Linked DNA regions of Oryctolagus cuniculus: region 1 is linked to region 2. The links are chromatin contacts, called in public Micro-C maps. All regions are on one chromosome and are shown on one strand. Each heading gives the region's core, a stretch centred on a gene start, on an enhancer-like site or on the middle of the called end of the contact. The rest is flanking DNA. Distances are from core to core; before and after follow the strand shown. Region 1 has its middle 160 kb from the start of NCKAP5. Region 2 holds the start of MGAT5 (alpha-1,6-mannosylglycoprotein 6-beta-N-acetylglucosaminyltransferase).

Region 1 (2,700 bases), core at 150-2,649, 200 kb after region 2:
TGCTTGGCTAAATGCCCATCCATTGCATAGTTTTCTTAATATACATTTTCCATGAACTCTTTGAAGACCCAGTGATGGAGCAAGGACAAAAACTCTTAAATTTACATTGACCTCTCACCTACATACAACAAGCAGGCCCCCATTTCTCTGCCCTGCTAATATAGCCCCACCCTGCCTGGACTGCTGGACACAGCACTATCTGAAGAGTCCAGCCATCAGCCTGAGCTCTCCCCATTCCTCCCAAGCTCTCTCCCCCAGCTCAGCAGCTCAGCCCCTGAATCCAGCCTTAGCCTCGTCCCAGACCCCTCCCAGCTCACACTGCAATCTCTCAGGACCTTTTTATTTTATTTTTATTTTTTGACAGGCAGAGTGGATAGTGAGAGAGAGACAGAGAGTCTCTGTCTTCCTTTTGCCATTGGTTCACCCTCCAATGGCCGCTGAGGCCGGCGCACCGCGCCGATCTGAAGGCAGGAGCCAGGTGCTTCTCCTGGTCTCCCATGGGATGCAGGACCCAAGCACTTGGGCCATCCTCCACTGCACTCCCTGGCCACAGCAGAGAGCTGGCCTGGAAGAGGGGCAACCGGGAAAGAATCTGGCGCCCCAACCAGGACTAGAACCCAGTGTGCCGGCGCCACTAGGTGGAGGATTAGCCTAGTGAGCTGCAGCGCCGGCCCTCTCAGGACATTTAGAACCAGCCCAAGCTTTCCCTCTATCTCGACAGCCCAGCTTTAGTCCCCTAAGCCCCTTCCCGCTGCTTTGTACTAAACCGTTAGTCTGTCAGGGAAGGTGCTCTCTGCTGTGTGTGCGCTGGCAACTGTCTGCCCTGCGTTCACCTGGGAGCGAGCCCCTCCCAGGCTTTATTCTGAGTAAACCTCACCTGCCTTTGGCTTCACACTCGGCCTCTTTCCTGGCACCAGTGTATGCATGGATTTCAAAGTTTCTGCACCAAAACTTTTTTTCAAATTTGATTTCCCACAGACATTTTGAAGTATTCTAGTTGTTACAAAAAGAGTTGCAGATTGGTAGCTCCTCACATGGGGCACCATAAATTTAGAAAAAGAGGTGCAGAATAGAGAGGAGGCAGTGTACGAATTTATAGCCAGACTGAATTTATTCAGAGAAAATAAATTCATAGTGGTGGGTGACCAGCTGCCAGTGTGCACATGAGGAAACACTAGCAGGAGCCCCCGACCCTCAGGGCCTTTTTATATCTTAGGAGGGCTAGGGAAAGGGGTGAGGTAGCGGGTAGCAGGCGGAGGGGAATTCCTGGAACTGGTCTTTCAGGTGGCCTTGGTGGGTGGAGTATGAAGGCAATAGGATGTGAGACCCAATTCAGATTCAAGGGCAAGGAATAGATTCCAATGTTTATCCATCTTTTGGGCAATGAGCGAGAATAGCTGAGGCTTATGTCTTTGTGCCATCACTAGTAGAAGATTAGAGAATAGTTTCAGAAGGGATGAAAACTCCAGGGTAGAAGACTTAATCAATCAACCAGTGTTGATTGTTTCTCTCAGAGTTAGGCTCTGACTCAGCAAAAGAATGGTGAGAAACAAAAGACATGTTCTGATAAAACCAATCATAGCAAAGAAAGGCGCTATTGTAAGGATTGCAGGAGGCAATGCAAGGAAATCTCTAAGCAAGAGGTTGGGCAAGTAATGAAGCTAAACAAACATTTACTCTAATTCCAGGTCCTGCCAACTCCTTTGTTGAGGGAGAGATTCTTCCTTTAGATAGGGTAGTGCCTCCATCTGGGATTTGCCCAAGCATGCAGCCCTGGGCCCAGGCCTGCCAGTTTTCTATTTACCTCCCTAAGGTAATCTCATTCTCCTCTTTTGCAGTTCCCTGGGGATATTCCACGTTGGGCTCTCATATAGCACCTCCAGATACCTGTCAGGTAGTGCTGCGTGTGGGGCTTTCTCTCCCCCTTTCCAAACTGGGTGACCAGAAGACTCCTTGGATGTGAAGGAGATGTCTACAAAATGATACATTAGTGCCACGTTTTAGCTGGAGAAAGGTTGGTTGTCTTCCATGATTCCTTAGCAGGCTAGGTTACTTCAACCTGATAAACGGTATCCACCCCAAACAAGGGAGGAGCCTAAAACCTTCCTCTCCATTATCATCTAAGGGAAACTATTACAGCCAGAGTCAGGAGTCTGGTGGAAAAAGGGGGTAGGGGGAAAGGGTAGAGCAGTGGACTAAGAGACGGCTCAGTGAGGCAGGGAACTCACTCACTCATTCCGTGGATGCTGATGGATGTGAACGTGCGTTTCCACGAATGTGCCCACGGGAAAGGATGCCCAGCCTTCCAGGAACTCCCATGGCAGTAAAGGCATTTATAAAAAGCTCACCTACACTGTGGGCAAATCCAGTGATCTCAAAGGGCGATAAGTTCTAAGACAATGATGAAAGAGAAAGAAATAATGGCAAGTGCCCAGGGGATGGGAGTAGAGGGAGAGAAATTGGATAAGGAGCCCTGGGAAGTCTCTCTGAAGGGTTGATAGGCAAGCTGAGACCTGCCCAACAAGGAAGCAAACAAACAAAAGGGCAAAAAGTTAACATGAAGAAGGCAAACATTGGTCCAAGGGAGAAGCACAAATTCAGTCCTGATGGCCGAGCACTTGGGCTGGTGAAGCAATGGGAAGTAGACAGCAAGGCTAGCGCCTGGCGGGGAGCTCCCTCTGCTCCACCCTTTGGATGGGC
Region 2 (2,700 bases), core at 4-2,503:
GGGAGAGCGCTCAGACCAGGCAAAGGCAGGGCAGGGGCCGGAGGCGCCGAGCGGCGACCAGCGGGCGCAGCGCCCGTCACCCGCGCACCCCCACCCCCAACTTTGCGAGCAGCGGGGCCAGGCGGGGGCCGGGGCGGCTGGCGACTCGGCAGGAAGTTGAAAGGCCGCACTGAGCATGCTCTCCCGGAGTATGTGCGCGGGTGTGGGCTCTGCGCTCCCGCAGCCTTGTCTCACGCGCCCGCGGGGTAGCGATCCCGAGGGCAGTCGCAGAGGGGCCGGGGGCGCCCCGGGACCTCGGCGATTCCCCGGCCCGCAGCACCCGCCCGCCGCATCTCTCCTCTCCGGGGCACCGCAGCCAGCCTTTCTTCTTCTTCCCACTGGCCCAGGGCCCAGCCCGCCTTGCGCACGCAGGTCCCGGGGACCCCCTCCTCCGACCGGGCCGCCAGCAACGTGACCCCAACCCGCTCCTCCAGGACCCCAAAGCCCACCTGCCACCTCCGGCCGCTCGCATCCAGCTGGCTCAGCCGGAGCCGCCTCTGGACAGCCCCCTTGAAAAGCCCAGAAGCGCCCTAGTCATAGGGCCTGGGGGGGACTCCAGCCTCCCTTCGGGATGGGCTGCCCCAGGCAGGTGGGCGCCCCGAGATGCACCCTCGGCTGCACTCCCGGGTCCTTCAGGGCGGCCGCGGCCAGGGCACATACGCAGACGGCGGAGGGGTGGTGGGCGGAAGCTCTCGGCCGCGCAGCCCGGGGTGCGGGCTCTGTCCGCCCGCCCGCGTCCCCCGCGGTCCCCTCTGCGTGCATCTCCCGGCCGGGATGGAGAGCCTCCGACGCGATCGCCCCGATCCAGCAGCTCTTACCTCCTCGCTGGGCGGCAGCAGCAGCAGCAGCCACGAGCGCCCGCCGGCCGCCGTGCCCGCGGGGCCGGAGGCGCGGCGGGGCGCGGGGTCGCGGGGCCCCGAGCCTGCGGCGCGGCTACCTGGGCTGGATCGCGCCCGGGGCCGCCGCCGCCGCCGCGGGAGCCGCAGGGCCGCCGCGGAGCGGGCCGCGGCAGGGACGGTCTGCAAACTCCCAGCCCTGGCGGGGCCGCGCGCAGCGCGTCCACACTCGGCCCGGGCGCCGCGCGGTAGCTCCTCCGGGGCTCTGAGGACTAGGGCTGGGGGGATTCTGTCCGCAATTTCTCCCAAGCCTCCCCTACTCGACCTCTCCAACTTCTCTGGCTTCTGAGCTCGCAGCTCTCGGAGGCAGGGATTCCGGCCAGGGACGTTGGGCAAACTCCCCGCCCTCCCCGGCAGAGCGCTCAGCCAATTCGGAGCGCGCCAGCTTCTCAGGGGCCGTCTGCAAACTCTCAACCCTGTCGCCGAGTACCTTCAGCCTCCCGATTCTGCAGCCCAAGGGGAGACGCCAGCGAGCTAGACAGTCCGATCGCGGCCGAACCCAGCATTCCAGCAAGGTCCTGGGAAGTGCAAGTGCTGCTGTGACCATGCATCCTCCAGAGCGGCGCAGTCCAAGCCTCCTGGGACCCGAGGCTTCCCACCAGGGAAGCCCAGTGAGACTGTGGGCTCAGCCATCGAGGGGTGCGAGCAACGCCCCGAGGCTCAGTGCACCTCCTGTGTAGTACGGGTTATATAAAACCATGCGAGTTCCTGCTACTTGGTTTTTGTGACCTTGAGCAAGCCATTTACCCATGTTAATTCAGTTTCTAAGTATGGGTGTAATAAATGCTGCTTCTTGAGGTTACTGCGAAAATGAAAAGTATTAAAGTATTCAGCAAGACGTAGCACATAGTAGGCGTCCAGTGAATAAATCCCGTTTGTCTTTCTCTGTCCCTCCCTCAACTCCAGGTTTCATGAACCCTCTGGACTTGCTAGCTGAACGCTTACATTGTTTGAAGCTCAAAAAGAAATAAAAACACATCTCATGCCCTAAAGGCACTACAAAGAACATTGACAGACATGAAATATTAAATCCAACCAAGTCCAGGGCGATGCCATACATTTACATTGGTAAGCATTATAGATCCCTGTTAAGTAACACCTGTCTACAGGGAGAGTGGGCTGGTGCCTTACCCAAGGGTGGAAATAGCAAGGGCGGTAGCCCCAGCAAGCTCCTGGCATGCTGTAACCAGTCTTACCTCCAGTCACAACATAAGGGTTTATGTCCAGGTTTCCCTGGATCTCACCACCTTCATTTACTGTCCTCTGGGGGGTCTTCATTCTGAGATTTCGATCACGCCACCCTGATGCTCACTCACTCCTGCAAAAGCATGTAATAACAGAGGAGCGAGGGAGTTTTTAGACCTTAGAAATGACTTAGTCTCTCTCTCTCTCTCTCTCTCTTTCTCTCTCTCTCTCTCATTGTAAATGAGCTCCCAAGAACACACTGATGGCTAAGGAGATTCAGGGAAGTCTTGCATTTAACTTCAGCCTCAAAGAAGTGGCTCTGACACTTTCTGATCAAAAGCGCCTCCAAGGACCTGAGCCTGGAGGACTCAGCTCTCGGGAACTGTCCAGGTGGGGCCAAACCCACAAGCAAATCTGCAGAGACGAGAGGATTCCTCCTCCTGAGGCCATTGGGTGAAATCCCAGGAATATTTCAAGGCACGTATTTCTCTCAGTCCCTTGGAAGAAAATGTCTCAAGCTCGCTTCAGGCGCCGGGAGGGAAACAGAAGAATGGTGACATCTGGTGGCCAGGACTCTCTG

The links. Hi-C and Micro-C count contacts between places; a contact is called where the count stands out from the background.
Region 1: a Micro-C map of ear pinna shows a contact between it and region 2, with 2.2 times the contacts expected there. The contact joins the enhancer-like site here to the promoter of MGAT5 in region 2. A contact is called at or near these places in 2 of 6 Hi-C or Micro-C datasets (ear pinna and an unstated tissue).

The regions. Positions count from the first base shown.
Region 1 is chr3:109,690,957-109,693,656 of mOryCun1.1, forward strand. No RefSeq gene overlaps it. Among named protein-coding and RNA genes, the nearest start is that of NCKAP5, 160 kb to the right of the region's middle. Within about 2 kb of position 1,400, at least 1 of the 8 cell types and tissues checked has an H3K27ac peak or open chromatin away from gene starts, as enhancers often do. A contact at or near this core is called in ear pinna, where this site is marked.
Region 2 is chr3:109,495,009-109,497,708 of mOryCun1.1, forward strand. It overlaps MGAT5 (alpha-1,6-mannosylglycoprotein 6-beta-N-acetylglucosaminyltransferase), which reads right to left and starts at 1,254. Exons shown (of 17, transcript XM_051849614.2): 1 at 858-1,254.